7 separate regions of the Mus musculus genome follow, and all the other regions are linked to region 7. A link is a contact called in public HiCAR-type, Micro-C, capture Hi-C and promoter capture Hi-C data. All regions are on one chromosome and are shown on one strand. Each heading gives the region's core, a stretch centred on a gene start, on an enhancer-like site or on the middle of the called end of the contact. The rest is flanking DNA. Distances are from core to core; before and after follow the strand shown. Region 1 holds the start of Usp34 (ubiquitin specific peptidase 34). Region 2 holds the start of Lgalsl (lectin, galactoside binding-like). Region 3 holds the start of Fam161a (family with sequence similarity 161, member A). Region 4 holds the start of Aftph (aftiphilin). Region 5 holds the start of Papolg (poly(A) polymerase gamma). Region 6 holds the start of Cep68 (centrosomal protein 68). Region 7 holds the start of Otx1 (orthodenticle homeobox 1).

The links. Promoter capture Hi-C pulls out the DNA fragments that hold promoters and counts their contacts. Hi-C and Micro-C count contacts between places; a contact is called where the count stands out from the background. HiCAR-type assays count read pairs that join an accessible place to other places. Capture Hi-C pulls out chosen DNA fragments and counts their contacts.
Region 1: a Micro-C map of embryonic stem cells shows a contact between it and region 7, with 5 times the contacts expected there. The contact joins the promoter of Usp34 here to the promoter of Otx1 in region 7. A contact is called at or near these places in 1 of 484 Hi-C or Micro-C datasets (embryonic stem cells) and 2 of 115 datasets of contacts at active chromatin or transcription factors (astrocytes and large pre-B cells).
Region 2: a contact with region 7 is called in a capture Hi-C map of embryonic stem cells, with 3 times the contacts expected there. The contact joins the promoter of Lgalsl here to the promoter of Otx1 in region 7. A contact is called at or near these places in 2 of 39 promoter capture datasets (HPC-7-derived erythroid cells and liver) and 1 of 9 other capture datasets (embryonic stem cells).
Region 3: a contact with region 7 is called in a promoter capture Hi-C map of liver, with 5 times the contacts expected there. The contact joins the promoter of Fam161a here to the promoter of Otx1 in region 7. A contact is called at or near these places in 1 of 39 promoter capture datasets (hippocampal neurons), 1 of 115 datasets of contacts at active chromatin or transcription factors (embryonic forebrain) and 1 of 9 other capture datasets (liver).
Region 4: a HiCAR-type map of astrocytes shows a contact between it and region 7, with 4 times the contacts expected there. The contact joins the promoter of Aftph here to the promoter of Otx1 in region 7. A contact is called at or near these places in 2 of 39 promoter capture datasets (cranial neural crest and liver) and 1 of 115 datasets of contacts at active chromatin or transcription factors (astrocytes).
Region 5: a promoter capture Hi-C map of liver shows a contact between it and region 7, with 2.9 times the contacts expected there. The contact joins the promoter of Papolg here to the promoter of Otx1 in region 7. A contact is called at or near these places in 2 of 39 promoter capture datasets (both in liver).
Region 6: a promoter capture Hi-C map of cranial neural crest shows a contact between it and region 7. The contact joins the promoter of Cep68 here to the promoter of Otx1 in region 7. A contact is called at or near these places in 2 of 39 promoter capture datasets (cranial neural crest and pre-B cells).

What each region holds. Positions count from the first base shown.
Region 1 is chr11:23,305,204-23,308,223 of GRCm38.p6, reverse strand. It overlaps Usp34 (ubiquitin specific peptidase 34), which reads right to left and starts at 1,329. Exons shown (of 80, transcript NM_001190401.2): 1 at 1,208-1,329. The coding sequence starts at 1,250.
Region 2 is chr11:20,829,696-20,832,714 of GRCm38.p6, reverse strand. It overlaps Lgalsl (lectin, galactoside binding-like), which reads left to right and starts at 1,607. Exons shown (of 5, transcript NM_173752.4): 1 at 1,607-1,741; 2 at 2,368-2,439; 3 at 2,589-2,677. The coding sequence starts at 1,706.
Region 3 is chr11:23,006,842-23,009,951 of GRCm38.p6, reverse strand. Fam161a (family with sequence similarity 161, member A) reads right to left here and starts at 1,605. Exons shown (of 5, transcript NM_001363283.1): 1 at 1,326-1,605.
Region 4 is chr11:20,740,243-20,743,131 of GRCm38.p6, reverse strand. Aftph (aftiphilin) reads left to right here and starts at 1,576. Exons shown (of 10, transcript NM_001290545.1): 1 at 1,576-1,826. Gm46272 (predicted gene, 46272) reads right to left here and starts at 2,500. Exons shown (of 1, transcript NR_168691.1): 1 at 1-2,500.
Region 5 is chr11:23,893,548-23,896,646 of GRCm38.p6, reverse strand. Papolg (poly(A) polymerase gamma) reads left to right here and starts at 1,377. Exons shown (of 22, transcript NM_172555.2): 1 at 1,377-1,625. The coding sequence starts at 1,609. It overlaps Gm12061 (a long non-coding RNA gene), which reads right to left and starts at 2,395. Exons shown (of 4, transcript XR_872317.3): 1 at 2,202-2,395; 2 at 1,787-1,884.
Region 6 is chr11:20,247,718-20,250,851 of GRCm38.p6, reverse strand. Cep68 (centrosomal protein 68) reads left to right here and starts at 1,428. Exons shown (of 7, transcript NM_172260.3): 1 at 1,428-1,545.
Region 7 is chr11:22,000,301-22,003,432 of GRCm38.p6, reverse strand. Otx1 (orthodenticle homeobox 1) reads left to right here and starts at 1,782. Exons shown (of 5, transcript NM_011023.3): 1 at 1,782-1,885; 2 at 2,244-2,311. It overlaps Gm32517 (a long non-coding RNA gene), which reads right to left. Exons shown (of 3, transcript XR_003949861.1): 3 at 2,849-2,999.

The DNA.
Region 1 (3,020 bases), core at 80-2,579, 1.3 Mb before region 7:
GTTTACCATATCACTTCTACCAAGAATGAAATTTATGTCAAAATAGGAATAACCTTATAAAATACTAGGAAAATGTAGGATGACACAGATATGGGAAAATGTAGTTTGAATATATACAAAACACCTACTTTAATCTGTCAGGAACTAAATACATAGCTGAAAATAAATTATAAACCTTTTAGCCATTAAAGTGAAACTCAAGCACATAATAAAGTAAAAATTAAGCAACCAAAAGGGAATTACAATCTACAAATAGACTTTTTAAATGAATGAATTAAAAGGAATAAGTAGTTTCGAAATCTGTCAAAATATCACACTGAATATAAATTCCAATACCTCAAATGAATATTTGTCACAAATCAAGTTTGTGTAAATTATCTTTTCATCTAAACCACCTCTGGGCCCACAAGTGGCTGACGTGCAATATTCCCTGTTTCTTAAGCAGAAATGCAATCTTGCAAGGCCAAAAATAAAATATGTAATACAATAATAAAGAATAAGGAGTAAGGCCTCTCATTTTCAGAGACAGACCATGACTAACTCGGGGTGGTTGTCGTTGGTAGAGATCTCCTTATAATAGACTTTACTACTTAAACGACGAATGGTACTAAAGAAATACTATCACCTTTATTTTTAATTAAGGTAAGACGGTTCCAATCATCACTATTGCAGTTCAATTTCTGCTATTTAAGGGCTGGCAGATGGATTGAATACACCCACACACCCTCAAGGGATGGAAAAATCACCACCCTTCTCCCACGGACTTTAACGAAAATTAGCAGGTAAGCGAGGCCTCCCCAGCACGCTGGAAATCAAAGAGGGCGGCCCTGAGGCTCGGACTGCAGAGCAAAGCCTAGTCCTCCGACCCCACCTCCCCACACCTTCCTCGAAGGGGGAAAGGGGCGGAAGGGCTCATTAGTGCCTTCATTAATTGACACCTGTAATGAGGAAACTTTCCGAGACCGCCCAAGCCGGACCCGGCCGGGGCTGCGCCGCGGCCTCTCGGGCGCCCAGGTAACCCGGCGGCCTGGGCCCGAGGCGCCGCGACGGCCGCCGCCACCACGCACCTTCCCGGGCACACAGGCCCGTACGCCGGGCCGGCCCGGTCGCCGCAGCCCGCAGGCCGGGAAGGCAGGCAAGGCGGGAGAGCACAGCCCAGGGACCCCCAAACCGTGCACCCCGACGGGTCCCCTACCCGGCGACTTACTTTCATTTAACACCTCCACCAGGTCTGCGCAGTTCTCGCACATCGTTCGGCCGCCGCCCCCCCCTCCCCCGCTTAGGATCGCGCTGACTGATCCCGACCGGCGGGGGGGAGGGGACGGAGGCAGGGGAGGGGGCCGGCCTGCCGGCGGGGCGGGGAAGCGACGAGGGCGGGCGGCGGCGGCGAGGACGGGGCGGGGAGCCGCGGGTGGGGGAGGGGGCCGGCGGGCCCGGGAGCGGGAGCGGGCGGGGGCGAGGAGGGGGGCGAGGGGAGCGCAGGCCTCAGGGGCGCCTAGGCGCCGGCGGCGGGGGAAGGGGGAAGGACGGGGGAGGGGAGAGGGAGGGGTGGGTGGGGAGAGAAGCAGCAGAGTCACTTCACCACCGACCAGACGCCGCGGCCACCGCCGCCGCCGCCGCCATTTTAATGGAGCGCTCGGGCTGCGCTCGGCTCTTTCCGCCCAGGCGAAGGAGCCGAAGAGAGGCGCCTCGCGCACTCATTCCTCCGCCCTCCTCGCTGCCCCCGCCCTCCGCCTCTCTCCGCACACACGCCGCACGCCCTGCCGGAGCCGCTGGCCGCCCTCCCTTTCCTCTTCCGTCCGGCCTCCCCGCCCTCGGTCCACCCCCTGTGCGCGCTCGCCCTCCCCGCCCAGCCGGATCTCTGTCAGCGGCCGGAAGGGGAGCGCGCCGCCCGCCGCCGCGGGGGGAGGCGGGTGAGTGGAAGATGGCGGAGGCTGCGGGCGGGTCGCGGGTACGCGGCCTCTCCCGCCCCTACGGGCTCCGCGCTCCGGGAGACTCGGCCGGAGCCGCGACGGATGGCCCGCCCCGTCCCCTGCCGCGGCGCGGCGCCTCCTGATCTCCCGCACCCCCGAGGGGAAGCGGTGAAGTTTGCCTGTCCTTCGGGTACTTTGAGGGTGGAGACGGCCGCGGGTCAGCAGATGCTGGCAACGCCGCGGCTCGCTCCCCACCTGGCTTCGGGAGAATGGAACAGCCCAGGGCGCGTCTTAACCTGAATCCCTGTTTATCTCAGCCGTGCGGTTCTGTGAGGCTCATGGATCCTCAGCAGTGAAACACCTTGACAGGACTAGAAATGGCGCGGTTGAGAAACCGTGACACCTCGTTTTTACGCACGAGGTCTTACAACGTGTGTGTCTACCCATTCATTCTTCATCGGAAACGCTCTATTAGGCTTTTTCATCAGAGAGAGACAGCGAGAGCTAGTACCGTGAGGAACGAAGCCTGGCGTGATGGTTTACGACAGTACTTCCTAAATGCAGGCAGGAGGGTTGCTCCGAGTTCGAAGGCAGCCTGAGCGACTTTTATAACCCCATTTGCCCAGTGCCAAAAGAAATGGAGCCAGGAGTGGAAAACAAGTGAAAGGGACACCCAACTTAAGTTTGGTATTGCATTAAGAACTAGAAGCTCGGGCTGGTGAGATGGCTCAGTGGGTAAGAGCACCCGACTGCTCTTTCGAAGGTCCGAAGTTCAAATCCCAGCAACCACATGGTGGCTCACAACCACCCGTAATGAGATCTGATGCCCTCTTCTGGTGCGTCTGAAGACAGCTACAGTGTACTTACATATATAATAAATAAATAAATCTTAAAAAAAAAAAAAAAAAAAAAAAAGAACTAGAAGCTCAGAAAGATGGCTCAGCAATAAGAGCACTTGAAACTCTTGCGGAGGATCCAGATTCAATTCCCAGCACCCACATGGTGCTCATAACCATCTATATCCTGTTCCAGGGCATTCGAATCCCTCTTCAGACTTCTGCGGTCACCGTCCACACTCCTAGCACACACACACACATACATACATAC
Region 2 (3,019 bases), core at 358-2,857, 1.2 Mb after region 7:
ACTACCTATATACTTGCAAGTTTGCTTATGTCTGCCTCTCCTCGCTACAATGTAATTTCAGCAATGCCCCTGCTAATTCTCAGCTCTTGGTCAACAGCAGACACTCAAAACTGTTGCTTAGAATGTGCTGAGTGTTCTTCTGGGGAAGGTGTGTGAACCAATTTATTAATCTTCACAGTAATTCAAGATAGGATCATCGTAGTAATTATTATCATGTCTGATGAAGAAATTAAGGCACGCTACTATCAGTAATAAGAAACTAAATTTGGACCCAAGACACCAGCCCTTTATAATAACCATGATATATTGTACCACGCTTAGCTAATAGCAAATAATTCAATGATTTTTTCCCTATGCTGACTCTTAGAAATTCAGAGAATCAAAGTATGACTTTAAAATATCAAGTTTCTTGTAATTGCCTAGTATGTTAGAATAATTAATAGGTGTGATTCTCAAGCTCAGATGAGTAAACAGGAGCAAAATGGGAGCCACAATGACAACTCTTCAGTCTCTAATTCTGAGAACCACTTCCACAAAGGCTCCGACTGTGGATTACAGGCATGTTCCCTGTCCCACAGAGATTACCATGATTAGCACTGGTCCATAAAGGGACACAAAAGCTGCAGAGACGCCAGGTCCCCCAAAGGGCCCCTCTGGGACTGTAGCAGCTCACTTGCTCAAGCTCCTTGCTTATTAGTGTGGTGATTCACACAGTGCATTGGGCAAGCCGAGTATGTCACCTAATAGAGAGTATGTTGATACAGCCTTATCTGAGAAGTTACATAATTATGCTAGTGTCAGGATACCATTACAGGAGTCTGAGCCTTAGCGTGAAAGAGGAGTGTATTCCCTAGGAAGTATTACACAAAGAAGGACTGGAGACTCCATTACCCCAAACTAAGCAAGTGACGTAAAATAGCTAAGGACAGAAACTGTGTCCACTTCAAGTTGCGGCTTGGCCGGGCACCTGCTGAAGAATGCTTCCGGGACCCCGACACTAGCCTGCGCTTCCCTGGGAACAGAGGGTTGGTCGGCGCTCAGCAAACTGTCCCCCTAGAGTCCTGGCTGCTTCTTTATTTAGGGTCAAATATGTACAAGCCTTGGACCTCCATTCTCCTTCTCCTCCAAACAGTGCAACTATCTTTCCTCCCACTAGGTTGGAATTCTCTGAAAGAAGCCATACCAGGTCTTCCTCTTTGGAGTCCTCCACCTTCTCTCGACCTCACTCCTGATCCACCCCCACAGTCCCCCAGGATGCGGAAGGAGGTGAGTGAGTAGGGTACCGACCAGGAGTGTCCCCAGCACCTGTCACCTGGCCCACCTGGGCCCTCCCTTCACCCCTTTCCCCAGCCCCACCCACCTTCCCGCCGACAGGCCACCGCCCTCCGGCCTTCAGCCGTGGTCCAATGGCCGTAGGGCAGGGCACGCTTAGCAAGCCGCGGCTCCCGGGCCCCGTCCCCGCCCTGTTCCCGGTTCTCGGTTCCCGAGCCGAGCCCTGCCGCCTTTAAATGCCACCCCAGGCCAACGCACTGCGGCCCTCGCCACCGTCATCCCCTCGCCGCCGCGATCTCCGCGCCGCCCGCCTCCCTTCCCCCTCCCGGGCCTGCGGCCGCGCCAGCCTGGGGCGTGCACGCGCGCCCGTGTGTGCGCGCGCCCGGCTCGGACCCGCGCCCGCCGCCGCGTCCCCGGCGCTCGCTGCAGGAACATGGCGGGGTCGGTGGCCGACAGCGACGCCGTGGTGGTGAGTGCAGCGGCCTCCCGCGAGGCGGGTAGCTCAGAGGGCCGGGGCAAGGACTACGGACCCGCGGTGCCGCGGGAAGCGCGGTACCTGTCAGCCGCCGCGGGGTGCGAGCTCGGGGGGCCCCGGGCGCGGGGCAGGAGGGCGCCGGCCAGGTGCGCGCTGGGCGCGTGTGCGTGCACGTGGGTTAGTGTGGGGCCGCGGTCCCGGCGTCCGGGATTTACCCCTTTGGAAACGGTCCCGCGCCGGGGGCTCCGGAGAGAAGCCGAGCGCTGCCGCTGCACTCCAGCCACGTCCCCGAGGACAGGCCAGGGGGCAGAGACTCCGGGAGCGTTTGTGCTTGGAGAGGGGCCTGCCGCCCACCTACACGGGCTTTGCTTCCCGGGTGGGCCGCGACCTTGAATTTGATCCGGTCTCAAGAGCCTGGGGATCATCAGAGGCTTAGACCGGATGGAAAGGCCGGGTTTTGTTTCGCGGTTATTTAATGGGCTATAAAGAGGCATCATATGTATGTGTGTCTGTGGAGGGCTGCTGGATCACTACAGATTTGTGTTGATTCCTCATCCTTCCATTCACTCCCTAATAAACAAGGGTCTGTGGAAAGCCAATCTGTGTGCTTCTATTTTTAGAAACTTGATGATGGGCACTTAAACAACTCCTTGGGTTCTCCAGTTCAAGCCGACGTGTACTTCCCACGACTGGTAAATCAATGTGCTCCGTGTCTCTGCCTTTATCCTTTTCCCCTCTGGTGCATTTCCTTGCTTTCTAATGGGTCTGATTCTCAGGGCTGAGGGTTTGGCTCGTCTCTAACAGCCCATAAACATCCTGTCTCTCCCCTCTTCCTTTGCAGATAGTTCCATTTTGTGGGCACATTAAAGGTGGCATGAGACCAGGCAAGAAGGTATTAGTGATGGGCATCGTAGATCTCAACCCCGAAAGGTAAGGGCAGAGCCCTGCCATTGCTGAGTCCCGCGGCTGCCTCCTCCCCTTACCCTACTTGCACAGTGTCACTAGTTAGGAGTGCCAAGAAAGTACCATGTTCCCATGAAAAGAATGTGTATCAATCCTAGCCATCATCTCTGCAGATAGCTATTTATATCAGTGATGATAAAAATAGGCCTACAGTTAATCTTTGACCCTTGAGAAGGCCAAAAGACTTCTTTTTTTATGGTTTTGAAACACGGTAGTCGTAACCAAACCTGTTAGAATAAATAAGAACCAAACTTACAAGATGTTTCCCTTGTCAAGTTCTGTGGCTGTTTTTGAGAACTCTGAGATGGA
Region 3 (3,110 bases), core at 356-2,855, 1.0 Mb before region 7:
TGGGGCCCCATACGCTTAATCCCATTACTTGGAAGGTGGAGGCAGGAGGATCAGGAGTTTAAGGTCATCCTTAGCCACAAATAGCAAATTTGAGGCAATCCTGGACCAAAGGAGTCACTGTCTAAAATAAAACAAAAAAGCCGAGGATGTAGCTGTTGGTACACCACTTGCCTAGCAAGCACAAACCCTTCGGCCCACCCCAGCACTGCTAAGGAACAGGGTGTCGAGGGAGCGAGTGCCCGTCCTGGTGCTTTATCCCAGCAGAGTGCTGGTTTAAGTCCAAGGTTCCCGGCTTTTAAAGTGAATAAAAGCTGGGCGTTTTTATTACACACCTTTAAACTCAGGAAGCAGAGGTAGGCAGAGCTCTGTGTGTTTGAGGCCAGCCTGGACTACACAGAGTGAGTTCCAGAACAGCCAGGCTATGTCTCAGAAAACAAACAAAAATTTAAAAGGATGCTAAGATGTTTTAACTGTTAAGAGCACTTGCTGCTCTTGCAGGGGACCTGGGCTTGATTCCCAGCATCCATATGGTAGCTCACAACTCTCAGTAACTCCCAAGGCACACATTCATACACATAAATCTAAAAACAAACACACAAAATGAATAGAACAGATGAAGGAGAGGGGGTGGTTACATTCAAAATATACTGTATGAAATTTTTAAAGAATAAAAGCATTGCTGGAGAGATGGCTTAGTGGTTATAAGTACTGGTTGCTTTTCCAGAGGTAGAGATTATGTGTGTGTGTGTATAATCTCCTCCTCCATATATATCCTTCTGCTAGAAACATATAACACATCCAGGACATAATACTGAAAATGTTTTGTGAAAAGATCTCACTGCACCCATATCATCCCTTTAGGGAACTGGGATTTCGGCGGTTTGTTTATCTGGATGCTTCTCTACATCTGGAGCATCTGTCCACTGAACTTCAAACACGGTTTGCTAATGGACTGCTAAAATCCACTCCTAACAAAAACTGATAAAACACACTTGTCAGTACAACTTATCATCTGAAAGTTGATCTTTTATGAAAACTATGGGCACATCAGTTGTCTTCGGGGGGGGGGGGGGCAAAAATAAATGTAAAAATCAGAACTAAAAAATTATTTATTCCCAAGATATACTGGAGAATAAATAGGAAGTAGAGTTCTGTTCTTTGCATACTCTAGAAATAGCTATAAAAAAACCACTCTCCAATAAAGTTTTGCAGCAACCTTTAGTTGGGGCAGAGAGCAGGGAGGGTCTACAGAGGACACCGCATTTCCACCCGTCCTGCCCGAGACGATCGGACAGCCCTCAGACCCCTCCGGGCTCTCACATTACCGACGCCCGCATCTGCCACACTTTCTTCTGTTCCTCCTCCTCCATGGCCGCCGCCAACCCCGCTGCTACCAAGGACTCTAAGGAGTCTTCGCTTTCGTACTGGGCGACCCTTGCTCCGGTGATGGGATTTGCAGACAGGAGAAGGCTGGCTGCCGCCAGTCTGGCCTCCTGGTGCGGCGAAGCCATCGCCCCGCCTCCAAGCCCAAGCGCCCGCGCCCGCCCAGGGCGGCGTGCAGGCGCTGCCACCTAGCTCACAGATCCTGGCTTGGGGCGAGCGGTTACTAGGGGCTCGGTTACTAGGGACGCTACAGGAGGTGGCGACGGACCATAACGCACGCAACGTCCTTTTTCACTGTCACAAATGCGAACCCCGAGTCCAGCTAGTGTCTAATGATGGTTTCTGATACAAGCCTGCGGTTTCTAGAAGCATAACTGTCTGAAGCTACACAAACGACTACCACAGCAAGCTAAAGTAAAACGCAATCTTCAAGCTAATTGCTCAATGGGAGTCTCACCAGCGCCGGAACAATTACTGATTCACTTGAATGACACCCAGGTCTCCGGCAAGGGACTGAGCTTTTCTCTGGTTTCTAGCTTTATTTCTGTCTAACTACCTAAACGAGAACTTCTCGCGGTATACGGACTTAAAGCAGAAAGCGCGTTTTAACTAGCTGGATCAACATATTAGGGCACAGAGGGACAGGAAGGACCGGGTGTTGGGTGACCATCCCAAGAAAAGAACAGGCTTTGCAGCGCGCTATTCAACATGGCGGAGAACCCAGTTCATCTCTAATTGACAAGAACCAGCGGGTTGACCAATCAGAAGGAGAATACTTATTTGTCCCACCCTCTTTTTTCTCGACTGACCAGTAAGACACTAGACATAGGAAGTGTCTGTCACTCAGACCAGTGAGTGAGATGTGGTAGCTTGTCTAGCGGTTCTGCAGCTAGCTTAGCGGCAGATTAGAGGGGGCGAGAGCCTACAAGGACCACACCCTCCCAGCTCAGCCCTGCCAACCTCCTGATCGGCCTCAGGTTTTTGGCCACTTTGGATGCTTTTTCAGTGAACTCTCAGCCACCTGCAGCATAACACTTTACTTAGAACCCCAGCTAGCGCCCCTGTCCCCACCCTAAGGTTCCAGTACTTTCCACGTTATGCGGCACACCTTCCACAGAACCTGTTTCTGACGCAGTTGTTACCACCCCTTCCTTGTTCCCCTCTGCGAAGCACCTATCACCTTACCTTCCCTGCCTCCTGTTTCAAAACGGTTGAGCTTGCCTTTTCCAACGGAACTGATGATGGATACTGGTTGGTTCTGAAAAGCTAGATGTGGGGAGGGATCCATAGCCATCTGAATGAGAGAATAGTGACTTTCTGCCAGCCACATGCAACTAGTTCTGTGATGGGACTTGGTGTAAACAAGACCTATTGACAGACTGAAGCCCTGTAAGTGGGATGGTTTTAGGAACATGAAATAGTAAATAATGGATATGAAGGACATCAGTGTGTACATAGAATAGGAAAGTTTCGGCTGACAGTATTCTAAATTTGCAGATATCTATTAACACAGCTTTTAAAAAAAAGGTAGATCTGAAAGAAAATGGCACCATTAAAGTGCTTTTGCAGGCCAGCCAGTGGTGGCGTATGCCTTTAATCTTAGCACTTGGGAGGCAGAGGCCGAGGCCAGCGGATTTCTGACTTGGAGGTCTACAGAGTGAGTTCCAAGACAGCCAGGGCTGTCTTGAAAAACAACAAAAAAATTGTAATATACAAGATAGTGAAAT
Region 4 (2,889 bases), core at 327-2,826, 1.3 Mb after region 7:
TCATTTGGTAATCATATAATTTGTGAAATCGGGAAGATACTTTCCCAAACTGCACGGTTTCCTTTTAATGTTTAGAATCACTATATTAAACATTTTTGATTGGTTTAAATTATTTGAAAATCATCATTCAAACGTTTCCTTCGGATCTTAGTCAGTACTTATTTGGTAGATTTATCAAGTGAAAACAAACATATGTTTGTCTGAAATAAATTAATTTTCAGTTTTACACGCATTTTTTTTTACTTTCATTCTCAGACAATAAACATGTTTTACAGTGACATACTTTTTTTTTTTAATTTGCACACGAGCTACACCAGCAGGGGGCGAAATACAAAAGGAATAAATTTGACAAGCCATATAGATTTTTCTCACTTCAGTGACTGGCCAATAACAAAAATATTCAGCATAACCACAAAGCAGCAATGCAGTCTCTGTTATCTTGCAATGACTGAATTGTGAGGAGACAAATGAGGGTCTATTTTAGTTCTTCAAGTTAATTTGTCTAGAACATTGCAGAGGCAGGATAAACCATGATGAATTGCTATTGTCCTTATCTTTTTCAACGTGTGTAATTCCTCCAGTCAAAGGGCTAGACAGTTCTCTGAGATGACGGGTGTTTTCAGTCCTTGTTCCTTTCGGTTACTGCTGAGCTTTGCGGTTTGGGAACTATTTTAAATAATTCAGCGTGGGCAGAAAGAGAACCCGGCAGGGCTCAGGGTTTGTAGGGTAGAGTCCAGGGTTCACCGTCTGAGACAGGAATAAAAATCCTGCAGCTTTGTCTGAGTTTTACAGTGGAATGGTTTCTAACAGAGTCATAATAAAGGACGGGGAGATGTTATTAAAAAAAGACCAATTGCTCAGGAACCGATGGAAACAAAAACCTCTTATGACCTCTATTGTATAGAATCGCTCAAATGCACAAGTTGATTGGAAAGATGTATGAAAATGATCATCTTCTCCAAACACCAACACAATTCTGGACTGATTTTTGTAGAAGACCATTTGTTAGTTTGCCTGCTGACTTCTCGTCTTAAGTAGGACAATCACTTCTCGTTTGTTAAATAACAGCTTCCTCTTTTGTTGGCTTACATAAAAAGGGAAGGGAATGAAAGTCTTTTATTCCGGGCAAAAAGGACAAGCTGCTGAATGTTGTCCAGCCGGTTTTTCAGCAGAGATCTGGTTCCGTATTTCCATACGTCTGCAGTTTTATTCCAAGGCGGAACTTAACCCTCTCCCCGGCTCATCGGGAAAGTACTGGGCGGAGAGAAGCTCAGGTCTGTGGCCCGGAGCGCTGCCTCAGAGGGTCGGGAGGGGAGGGAGGACGTCCCCAGCCCACACTTCAGTGAGTACGGAAAAAAGACCGTTTGCCCGCAACCAAAATGGCGAACGTCGTTCCACACGACGGCGCCTGCGCAGAAGTAAGAAGTCTGTGACACTAATTCCCCTGGAGTGTCCTCCCCCACCCCGGCACCCACCAGCGCCCGGCCCCGACCTAGCCACCTGCGCCCGGAAGTGACGTATGGACAGCAGCGGTTCCCCGCTGCATGATGGGAGAGTGTGTGGAGTGGGCGGGGGTCTCCGCGGAGGAGGAGGAGGCGGAGGCGGCGGCGGCGGCGGAAGAGGGCGGAGGGTAGTGGGATGGGGGTCCCGCGGCAGCGCTGAAACTCCGGGTGGGCGTCCATGGCGCCGCGCCGCTGACAGGGCTGGGAACAGCTCCCCTTCCGCCCTCACCAGCTCAGCGTCCGAGTAACCGGTCCTTCCCCGGGGAGCCAGTTCCTCCCCGGGCCGCCGAGCCATGCCCATCGCGGCCGCCCGGGACGAGCCAGGTGAGTGCTGCCGCCGCGCTCCCGGGGTGCGGAGGACCCGGCCCGGCTAGTCGCCCCGGCCTGGAGCGCCTGCCCGCGTCGGCCCGCGTGCGGGCCTGCGAGCTCCGGCGCGGGCTCTGCTCTTCTCCGCGGGTGCGGAACGCCGCTGGCAGCGCCCGAAGCCGAGTGGCACGGCGCTCGGCATCCCAGGCTCGGCCGAGGAGAGCCAGCCGTGCCCTCCCGGCCGCCGTGGCCCGCCCTGCCTCTCGCCGTCCACCCGCCCCGAGCTGCGCGCCGGGGTTCCCTCCCGGCCGCTGTGTAGAAGTTTGGGGCTCCGCTCCGGCGTCCTCCTGCTCCCACCTCCCTCGTGACAGGTGTAAACACTGTCTGCCTCGCGGAGGCCCGAGGCCGGCTGCTGCAGGACTGTGCCGCCTCGAAGGGTCTCTGAATGCTCCAACGGACAGAGACGGCCCAGAGCTGTGTCCCTTGCGGAGAGGACCTTTTAGGCACTCCTCAGGAAATTATCTGTGTCTTCTCCCTCCTTGCGTCCGAAAGTTGAGCCATTATTCTTTAAGCTCCCGACGTGGCAGGTGCTGCCGGGGACAGAGGGTGAACGGTGGTGGGTTCTTTTTCCCTTTGGAAACGGAGACTAGTTGTGCTTCCTACCGCCCCCACCTTGTTGGTTTATTCAAGTTATAGCGTGATGTCCCTCTGAATCTGAATCTGTTGCGGTTGAGGAAAGAACTGACTCATACATGTAAATATTAACGGGGAGGGGGCAGGGAGCGTCAAAGGAGCGTTGGTTCTGTTTCAGAGTTCTTACTAAAAGAAGTAAAACTTTACTCAAACTTCAGGGCATAAATATCTTTCACGAGGTGTTTTTTTTGCGGGGGGGGGATAGTGGTGGGGATAGGAACTTTGGAAAGGTTCAAATCAGATTTTACATTTGTTGAACTATTAGAGAAATATATACTAAACTCTAGGGGGAACTCTGCTTCAACTCTAATGCGTTGATATAAGCAGCCTAGTTTACCATATTTTATAAGTTTCTAAACGTTGGCATTTGTAGGGATCATTTTTAACA
Region 5 (3,099 bases), core at 128-2,627, 1.9 Mb before region 7:
TTTGCTGCCAAGTCTGAGGAATCAATTTTGATCCCAGCGACTGAAATGGTGAAAAGGGAGAACAGAACAGACTCTAGAAGTCATCCTCTGACTCCCTGCAGGCTAAAGTAAGTGTACTTTACATTTTTTTCTTAAAGAAAAAGTTCAAGGTTAACGTAAACTTTATTTTAAAGTTCTAGAAGTCACAAAGCTAGCAAATAACAAAGGTGGGTCTGCTTCGAATCAAATCCCAGTCTAGCGACCTCCTGAGCTCCATTTTGTCTTCTCATAACCTACCAAAATCTGTACTCCCAAATCCTGCTAATATACAGAATCCTCTCTTTTAGGAAGCTATTAGTGACTTTCCTCCATGTTTAGATGGTCCTCTTTTGGTCCCCCAATGACAACTGGACCCCATCTGTATTTAAATAGTGTATATATATATTTTCTCATCCACTCGCAATAAACTCTTGAGGATACGAATCTAGTTCCTACAGTGTGTAATACATACTTCTGCAGCAGCAGAATATCACTCATATTTGAAGTTTTTCTCCACCTTTTGATGGGAAAACTCTGAACTTGCTCAGGTCAAACCACAGACCTGCTTTTATGCATCAAACATGGAGCATAAACAAACTGACAGACCAGATTTTCAATAAATACTTTGAGTGAATAAATGAATAATTCAGAAAGTAACCTCCTTTCCCGTGACTGAGTCTCATTCCCCAAACAACCGTGCTTGACTCTTGGGAGAAAAAGACAGGGTTTGAAATTACTTTTATCCTTTAACATTTAAACATTGGTCATTTTCTCCCTCATTTTCACCGTCATAATCACACAGAACATGATTTTCACTATTTGAAAATGTGAGGTTTGGGGGCAGAGCGGTGGAAATCCTTGGGTTTATCTTACGGCTAACTAGTAGCAATTATGTTCAACATCTCAGCTAAATGCCACAAAGTCATAAATTGGGACTTGGAGGTGGTACTCCGAGGGAAAAGAATACAAGTTAAGCTGATTTATTTATAAGCTTTCTTCCCTGGATTGGTTGTGTTAAAGTCGCACCTTCTTGGGTGTGACCCTCGGTGACAAAAATCTTCTCAATGTGTACTTATTAAGTCTATGACTTTAAGATGTGGGATAACGGAAGAGTTAAAATGGTGTTAGGGAAAGCGGTGGTTTTTTTTCTAGATGCTTTTATTGCAGAAACAAGGGGAAATTGACAAATAACCTTCCCAGAGGTTTGCCTGAATTGACAATCCCACAGACCAGGGAGACCTGACACTCTGACAGATGCTTTTGCTGCAAGTCCGCTGAGGTGGGCGGGTCCCGGGAACTCAAGGCTGGGTGGGGGTGTGCCCGAGGGCGGGCCCAGGGCTGCAGGGCGGAGCCGCGGAAGGCGAGAGGCAGCCTGGGAAGTAGCGCCATATTGGCGGTGGCCGCGCTGTATTGTCATAAATAGAGCCGGTTTTGTGGTGTTTTCACTACTCGGTTGAATGCCTCGGCTGTAGAGAGTGGGGAAGTGAGCGAGCTACAAGCGAGCGAAGGGAATTGGACAGAGGAAGGAAGAGAGGGCAAGAACAGGACCCCAAAGCGAAAGACACTCGCTGGAGAGAGACGCAGGAAGCGATGAAAGAGATGTCTGCGTAAGTGGGGGCGGCGGTTGAGGGCGAGGTGGAGAGAGGTGCGCTGAGGTGGGCAGCCCCGGCTTCCAGCCCCTGCGCCTGGCACCCTGCGCAGCCGGCCGGGACCTCTGCTTTCCGCTGCCCTCCACTCCGCAAGGGCATCTCCCCTACCCGGGACTCACCTGGCCGCCCGGCGGGGATTCGGGAGTCGCCGTCAGCCCCCCGCCGCCCGCCTCTGAGGACGCCCCCAGACCAGGATGAGGGGGAAAGGCGCGTGTGGCTGAGGAGAAAAAACGGTCGGTCACTCTCCTGCCCCAGCCGTGTCTGAGCCCGTCTATTCTGTCTGCATTGGCGCAAATACCATCCCCCTGCCTCCCCTCCTCCCGGCCGGACCCGCTATCTTTCAGGTCTTTCGGAGAGGGACTGACCTAGCGGAGCCCCTAGGTTTGCGGTTGCTCCATGAGAAAGGCTAAACCCTCTACCCCGTTCCTTCCCACCGACCCACAATATCTACCGGGCTGTATCTATCCCCTGCTCACACTTTGATAAGTCGGAAGCAGTTTCTGTACTTGTCAAGAATTTATTAGAATTTCTTACCTTTCACTTTATCCGGAAATAATTTCAACGTACAGAAAAATGCACAGAAATACAAAACACCATTTGTGTAGCCACCACCCATTTTTCCCTAAGACTAACATGGGGTGTGTTCTTAGCTCTTTAACCTTTCTTTCTTGAAAAGAAGTCGAGCATTCCAATACATCTGAAGACTCGCCTATCCTTTCTCTGATTGCATTCACGACGCTCTTCCAAGGCCCCAGAGCACTGAGTTTGGTGTTTCTTGTTACTGCATTTTTAATGTTGATAGTACCTATCCCTGTATCCATAAAAACTGTGTACCTGTTTTAAACTGTTTATAGGGTATTTATTATCAGTTACTACTCTGTAGACTGGTTCTTTAGAACATGATCTCTCTGACCTTTTGCTATGTTAATATTTTCATTATTAGTTATTTTTTATTAACTAATGTATTCCGTTTATAAACATAGCCCAGTGTAGTACTTTTAGTGACTATTTTGAGCTATTTAAAAGTTTTTTATAGAATGTCAGTGAGAATTCTATTTACCTATCTTTGTACCTTCAGTAACATTTCTGTAAGGTTTTTTTTTTTTTTCCTTGTAAGTGAAATTCATAACACTTTTTGAGACCTACTTCTTAGAGTTCCTGTTTGGTTTGATTTTATGAAAATCTGTCTGTGCCATGTATTAATCACACACTAATCTTGCTCAGACAACCTTATCTCTCATAGACAGACAGACAGACAGACAGATAGATAGATAGAACTTGAAATAATTAATTGAAGTTTTGTTTGTTCTACAGCAAGATAAAAATGGGAGAGAAATTAGAGTTGGGTTTTTTAAAATACTCCCTTATATTTCATTAAGTCATTTCAAAGGTATATAGGCTGTTTGTTGAGATGAGGTTTCACATGGCCATG
Region 6 (3,134 bases), core at 179-2,678, 1.8 Mb after region 7:
TTCCCTGCTCTCTGCTCCTGGAGCGGAGGTGGCCACCCCTGGATTCATCCCTCCACATTTTGGACCCTCCAATAAATATCTTTTATGAGCTTTGCTGCCTGGTGGTACTCTCTCATCAGAAGCCAAGAAGCAATGAAGAGAAGGAAAGAACAGGAGTGGGGCTGAGCTGGGGATACCCTCCCCCTGGGAGCTGCAACACCTCAGTTAGGAGGCTTCCTCTTAGAGCAGTGTGGTTCCTGGGCTTCTGTGTTTCAGGACGCCCTTCCAACTGAGCAAGAACACTTAGAGAAGGCCGCTGGGCCAAAGTCAAAGAAGAGTACAGAACACATCTGGTTGAGACCATCCAGGTGCTCAATCGCATTACCATATTTACTGCTAAATGACTTCATACGTCCTTTATTTATTTTTTCCTTTAAACAAGTAACTGGATACACGCTGGTAAATGCTACCTACCTATTTGACACATTTCGGTTCTGAATTCCTTTTTAACTTTTTCCTTCTGGGTTGAAGAGAGAATTCAAGGCCTTGCATATAACAATACACTTTTACTTTAAAACACCCAGTATGGGGAAGACTGGGACAAAATCAGGAGTTCAAATTCAGCCTGGGATACGATGAAATTTACACTCACTCTCTCTCTCTCTCTCTCTCTCTCTCTCTCTCTCTCTCTCTCTCTCTCTCCACACACACACACACACACACACACACACACACACACACACACAAAACAAAGCCAAATAAAAAGCTGGGCATGATAGGGTTTGCCTGTACTCCCTGCACTGGGGAAGCCGAGGCAGAAGGAGCACTATGGCCAGGCAGGCCAGCCTGGCAGTTAAGTTTGTGGTCTTAGGTTGGATTAAGTCTCTGTCGTGTTAAGATCAGTCCAGCTCCTTCTCTAAACTTCACAGGCCCAGAACACTGTGGAAGTCCCTTCTCCCACTACTGGTGAGACAGGCTGGGCCTCCTGAGCCTCAGAGTCTCAGGACGGTGGCGAGGGGCCGGGGGTGGGGGGAGGGAGGGAGCTCGACCCACACCTGGTCCCCTCGCCCAACTTCTGCCCGATGCCCAGATTCGGACATGCCCTGGGGGTTCCACACAACGCAAAAGGGGAGCACCAAGCCTGGAACCACCCTCCCAGCCGCGGAGAGCACGTCGACCCAAACACCGCAAGCCTTCGATCCGCGGAGAGCGCGCCTTGCTATCCGCGTGGGCCTGCGTGGACGCCAGGACCGCGAACACCCAGCTGGCACGCGCGTCCGGACAGCGGAGAAAGAAGCTCCGGCCACCCATAGGCCAGGGTCCTGCAGGGGGCGGGTTCCCATGGCAGATACGAGCTGTGGATTGGTGAAGCATCCGAACGGAGAGTTTGGATTGGTTGCTTCATGGGGCGTCCTCCGCGGAGAAGCGGCAAGGGCGGAGGGCGTGGCGGGCGCCTGGCCCTCCCTCCCCAGGAGTGCGGGCGCCCGCGGGAGGCCCCGTCGTCGCCGCCTGGGACCCTGGCCCAGCTACGCGGGTCGCTCGGGACGTGCGGCGGTGTGGAGTGAGGTAAAAAGGCTGTGGCCGGCTCGAGTGTCGCGGCGCCAAGACTCGAGTCGGGGCATTCCCCTCGTGCCCGGGGCTCCGCGTGGGGGACCCTGGGGGAGGCCCGCGGCCTGGAGGGCACAAAGGCTGGCCGCGATGGGGGCGCCTCGCGCGTTCGCCTCCATCTTGCGGACCGTGCCGGGTGGAGGCGAGCGGAGGGGCAGGCTGTGGAGGGCCAGCGCGGCCTGCAGAGCGCGTGGGGCCGCACCTCTGGCAGCCCCATGCAGCTGTGCGCGCGTCGACCTTGGTCGCGGAGAACCGGCGGGTCACAGCCACAGCCGCTCGCGTCTGGACGGCTGCTGCTTCCATGGCCCAGTGAACGCATCCGGAGGAGGAAAGCAAAGCGGCGCACTTTTTATCTCTAAGATCTACCCTTGTCATCTGTCACCTGTTAGCCAGTCTCAGCAGCCCGGGAGCACATGCCCCAAACTTAGTAATTTTATAATTACCATGTTTTATTCAATTAAAAATTAAAAAAATAATAATAAAAGCTAAAAACTCCCAGTGCCCGAGCAGAGTAGACCTTACTGGGAATTGATGGGGTCCGAGACAAGGAAAGAGGTAGTCTGGTATACAGCTTGCGACACTTTTTGCTTTGGGCTTGGTTCAAATACAAGCCACTACTCACCTAGTTCTCTCCAGCGGACTGGGTTAAATTCTGGATCACTTAGGAACAGTGGGTGTAAGGGAACCCAGCTTCACATCATCACAGAAGCTTTTAAAAACTTTTTCCCTACCCCCACAACTGAAAAACATACCCTTCTCTGGGCAGCCCATATGGGCCTGGGTTGGCAATGAAGTGGTTTCCCCGCCCCCTAACAGGATGAAAGGTCTGTAAGGGAAGGAAACCAAAAGAAAACAAGAACAAGTGAAGCCCAACGTTGAGGGAACCGGAACTTTTAAAAGCCTTTAAGTTGTTGGATTATTTTTACAGGTTAAGGAAGCAGCTGGGCTCTCTGAATCAATTCAGACTTTAGTCCCTTTCATACTACTAATTCAGGATAAATTCACGTGTGCCTTAGTTCTCTCATCTATAAAGTGGAATTTAGGCCCCAGCACGACAGGACAAAAAAACATGGCTAGGAAGAGTAATAGTGCCAATTCCAAGGTTTATAAAATACCTAAGATAAGAAGAAATACTTAGACCTACCAGAGCACTCGGGAGAGAGAGGCAGGTGGATCTCTGAGACTGAGCTATATAAACACAGAGACCTGTCTTAAGATGCCCCACCCACCCACCCACCCAGGTACCACTACCAAATATCTGTATAACTCTTGCTTCTTCTGGTGTCTGTCTTTCTGTCTTGAGGCCATCCCTCAAACCTTTTGTGATTGCTGCTCTGACCCCAGAGAGTATTCTTAGATTTATGCTTTTAAAGTCCTTACCCTGTTGTGGCAGGAAGAGGCTCTGAAAATATGTACCAGGCCTTGGGCCACCACTGCCCACCCCTCTGTCAGGGCAGTACCACTACACCACCACTATCCACCCACATGACCACAAAGTTGAAATTTCTTAAAAATTTTAATTTTTTGAACATTTCATATAGGGGCTG
Region 7 (3,132 bases), core at 533-3,032:
TTCTGCTTTCTCTTTCTCTCGCTTTTGTGAATGGGCCGCGGTGTCTTTGTTCTGGAGAGAAGCGCCCGTGTCGCTGACTTTTGTGAACCAGAGAAGGATCTTGTAAAACCTCCTTTTCTCCTCCGTAGTCCCCTCTCACACCCCTCCTTCCCTGCCCCTTTGATTAGATGTTCCCTCATCGTTCAAAAAAAAAAATGTAATTTCGTTAGTCTGGCGGCCACTTTCTTTGAACATTAGCTCGCTTTCAGCTCCAACTTCAATTAGAAGGAGTTGATTTTGAGAGACCAACAAAAGAACCGACCAAAGCCTTATTAAAGGTCCTAAGAAGATCTCTCGGTCCTTTGAGAAGCAGTTAAGGAAACAGTGTGCCCTCCGTCATATTCTGTTACCGTATTTTATTCGGACTCCAAAGAAAAGTGTCGCGTGGGGGAGGGGAGAAGCACTTTGATGAGCGGCAGTCGCGGCCCTTTTCACTCAGCGGGCTCCCCCCTTCCTTCTGGTCGCCCCGCACCCGGTCAGCGACCACAGCGGACCGCGCGGCCTGGGCATCGCGGTGCTCCGCTCTACCTTGCTCTCGGCGGCTGCCGAACTCACCCACGCACATACTGTGGTTCAAACTTTTCGCCCGCCTGTTGGGGTGAGAACGGCAGAAGATGAGGAAAAAGAACTAGGAAAGAGTGTAAGTGTGGTCCCTAGTATTCAGTAGGAGATGCCATGTAAAAATATTGCCTTGTTCGGGGTTGGGCCGAAAATACTCTTCCCTCTCGCTTTGAAAAGTACACACAAGAAGACGATCTCAGCAAGTTTATTCGGCTGGAAACTGGGGTCTGCCAGTAAGAACAATCCGGGGAAATTGTTTCGAGGAGGCTCCTCCAGTAAGGTGTAGAAAATGAAGTGAGAGGGATCGGGGTGTGTAGCCACATTTTCCACCAGACTGTTCGTTGTAGGTGGAGATCTGGAAAGACTGACAGATTGTGAAAAAGAAAGTTTTCTATCAAATCCATGAGAGAGAGAGAGAGAGAGAGAGAGAGAGAGAGAGAGAGAGAGAGAGAGAGAGAGAGAATGTAAGGAGATTTGAGTTCCAACGGTTCCGAAGAAGCTTTTAGGACTTGCGAACACCTTTGGTGAGACTGCCTGGGAGCCCCTGGAAACGCTGTGCAGCTGGGAATTGGCGGCGCCTCCCCTGCCGGTGCTCTTTCTGGGCGCAAGAGTCCCGGGTCGCCGCAGGGCGCCCTGCGCGCCGAGAGCTGCACCCCCACTCCCGGCTCCGCTCAGCAGCCCGCGCCGGCGGCGACCGCTGGTTGTGGGGGAGCGGAGGAGGAGTTGCTGGGGCCCCAGGGAGCATCAAGGAGTGCCAGGGGCCAGCACGCCCCGAGTCCTCGGCCTGGGAAGCCTGGCTCCCACAGTGCGGCAGAGCCTGGCGGCGCGCGCGCGCGAGCAGGAACCGGTTATCCAGCAGCTTGACGCCACTCCTCCGGAGCGCGGCCCGGGCAAGGGGAGGGCGGGGGCCCTCGGGCGAGCCTTGGGACCCGGGGCCCCCTCTGTGCCAGCAACTCCGGCGCAGCCTTCGCCCTCCTCAACTCGTTCTGAGCGGAATTTGCCAACCTAGACCCAGAGTTAGCGCGCGACCGGGGCGGGGCCGGCGCGCGGGGAGGGAGGAGGTGGGGGCGAGGGAGGGCGGGGGCGCGCGGAGGTAACCCGGGCTCGCCATTGCCCAGCTCCCTGTCACTCAGTCCGCTCTAGGCCCCCTATTGGAGGCCGAGCCCCGTTACGCACTCGCCTCGCGTTCACATACCCGGGGAGGGCAGTAGAAAGGTGATCAATCTTCATCAGGCTACATTTCCAATCACCTAAACAACCGAGCAAGACAAGCCACTCCGACAAGGTAAATTGCTTGATTTATTTAGTTTGCCAAGTGACTATGCAGGATTTCTCCAGTCCCTACCGCCTCCGGCTTGCTCCGAGAGAGTGCAGCTGCCAGCGCAAGCCACCTCCTAACTCTGTCCCTCGAACACCCCCTACTCACCCACCCCACCCCCCGGGTCCCGGGCGAGGCCAGGTCTTGAGAGGAAAAGCATGTGGGACTTTGCAACAAAGTGTTTGAGCAATAAAGTGAAACCTGGAGGTACACGCACAGAGCTCCTAGAAAAAATGCAGGAGACGGGAAGAGGGAAGTTGAGGGAAGAGGAAAGCCTAGGGTCCCGCCGTCTCCGGGGTAATACCTGTGCGCCTCCGTTTTGCAGGTTGGCTGCCGGCGAGTCTCGGTGAAGGCGAGAGGTAGATGGTGAAAAGCCGCGACTGCGGAGGGCAGGTAAGGAGGGAGTCGCCGGGCCGCGCGCCACCCCGGGACGATGGTGGCCCCTCTCGTCTCCCCGTCCTCTAATCGACCCCCGCTACCTCTGTCCGGGGCAGGTGGGCGGGGTTGGAGTGAGAGGCCGGGCGCCCCTTGGCTGCCCTGGGGACCCCAGGCCGCTCGGGAGCCGGCCGCCCCCTCCCCCGCCTCCTCCGAAGCTGCGGAACTGGGCTGCTAAGTTAGACGAAAGTACTCGAAAACTCACACCGCAGCCGGGCTTAGCCGCGGAGGCTGCAGGCCTGTGGCCCTTCGGCCCAAGCTCTTTGAATCCTTCCTTTCCGCCTTATGTGCTCGCTGACCTCCCCCCACCCCCTTAGTCTAGGCTGAGGGTCCCCCAGGGCTGAGGCGGGGAAAGGAGTTGGGATGGGGGAGCTGCTTTAGTTTTACCTCCCTTTCTCCCCGGAATCTCCTACCCTTGGGTCCTGGGATGTAGCTTCAAGCCCCCCGCCGGTCCCAGTCATACTCCCAGAACCCCTTCTTTTGCTGGAGCAGAGCTGCGTGGGCTCAGAGTGTCTGCGCCGAGCCTCGCCCTCCCGGTCGGCTGTGCGTGAGCTTTACAACCTGAGGCCTAGTTCCTTGCTCTCCATCGGGTTCATATAGGACGGCCGATGCGACGCGACCTGGCACGCTAGGCCTTCCAAAATCCCTAGAATGTTTGGGGCGCTGGGTTGGCCATCAAATTCTGGTGGGACTCGGTGTGCTTAGCAGACTTGGTAGAAAGAAGGCCCGCCTGTGCGAGCAAAGGAAGAGGGGTGACCGCCTCGGAGGTACCCCTGACC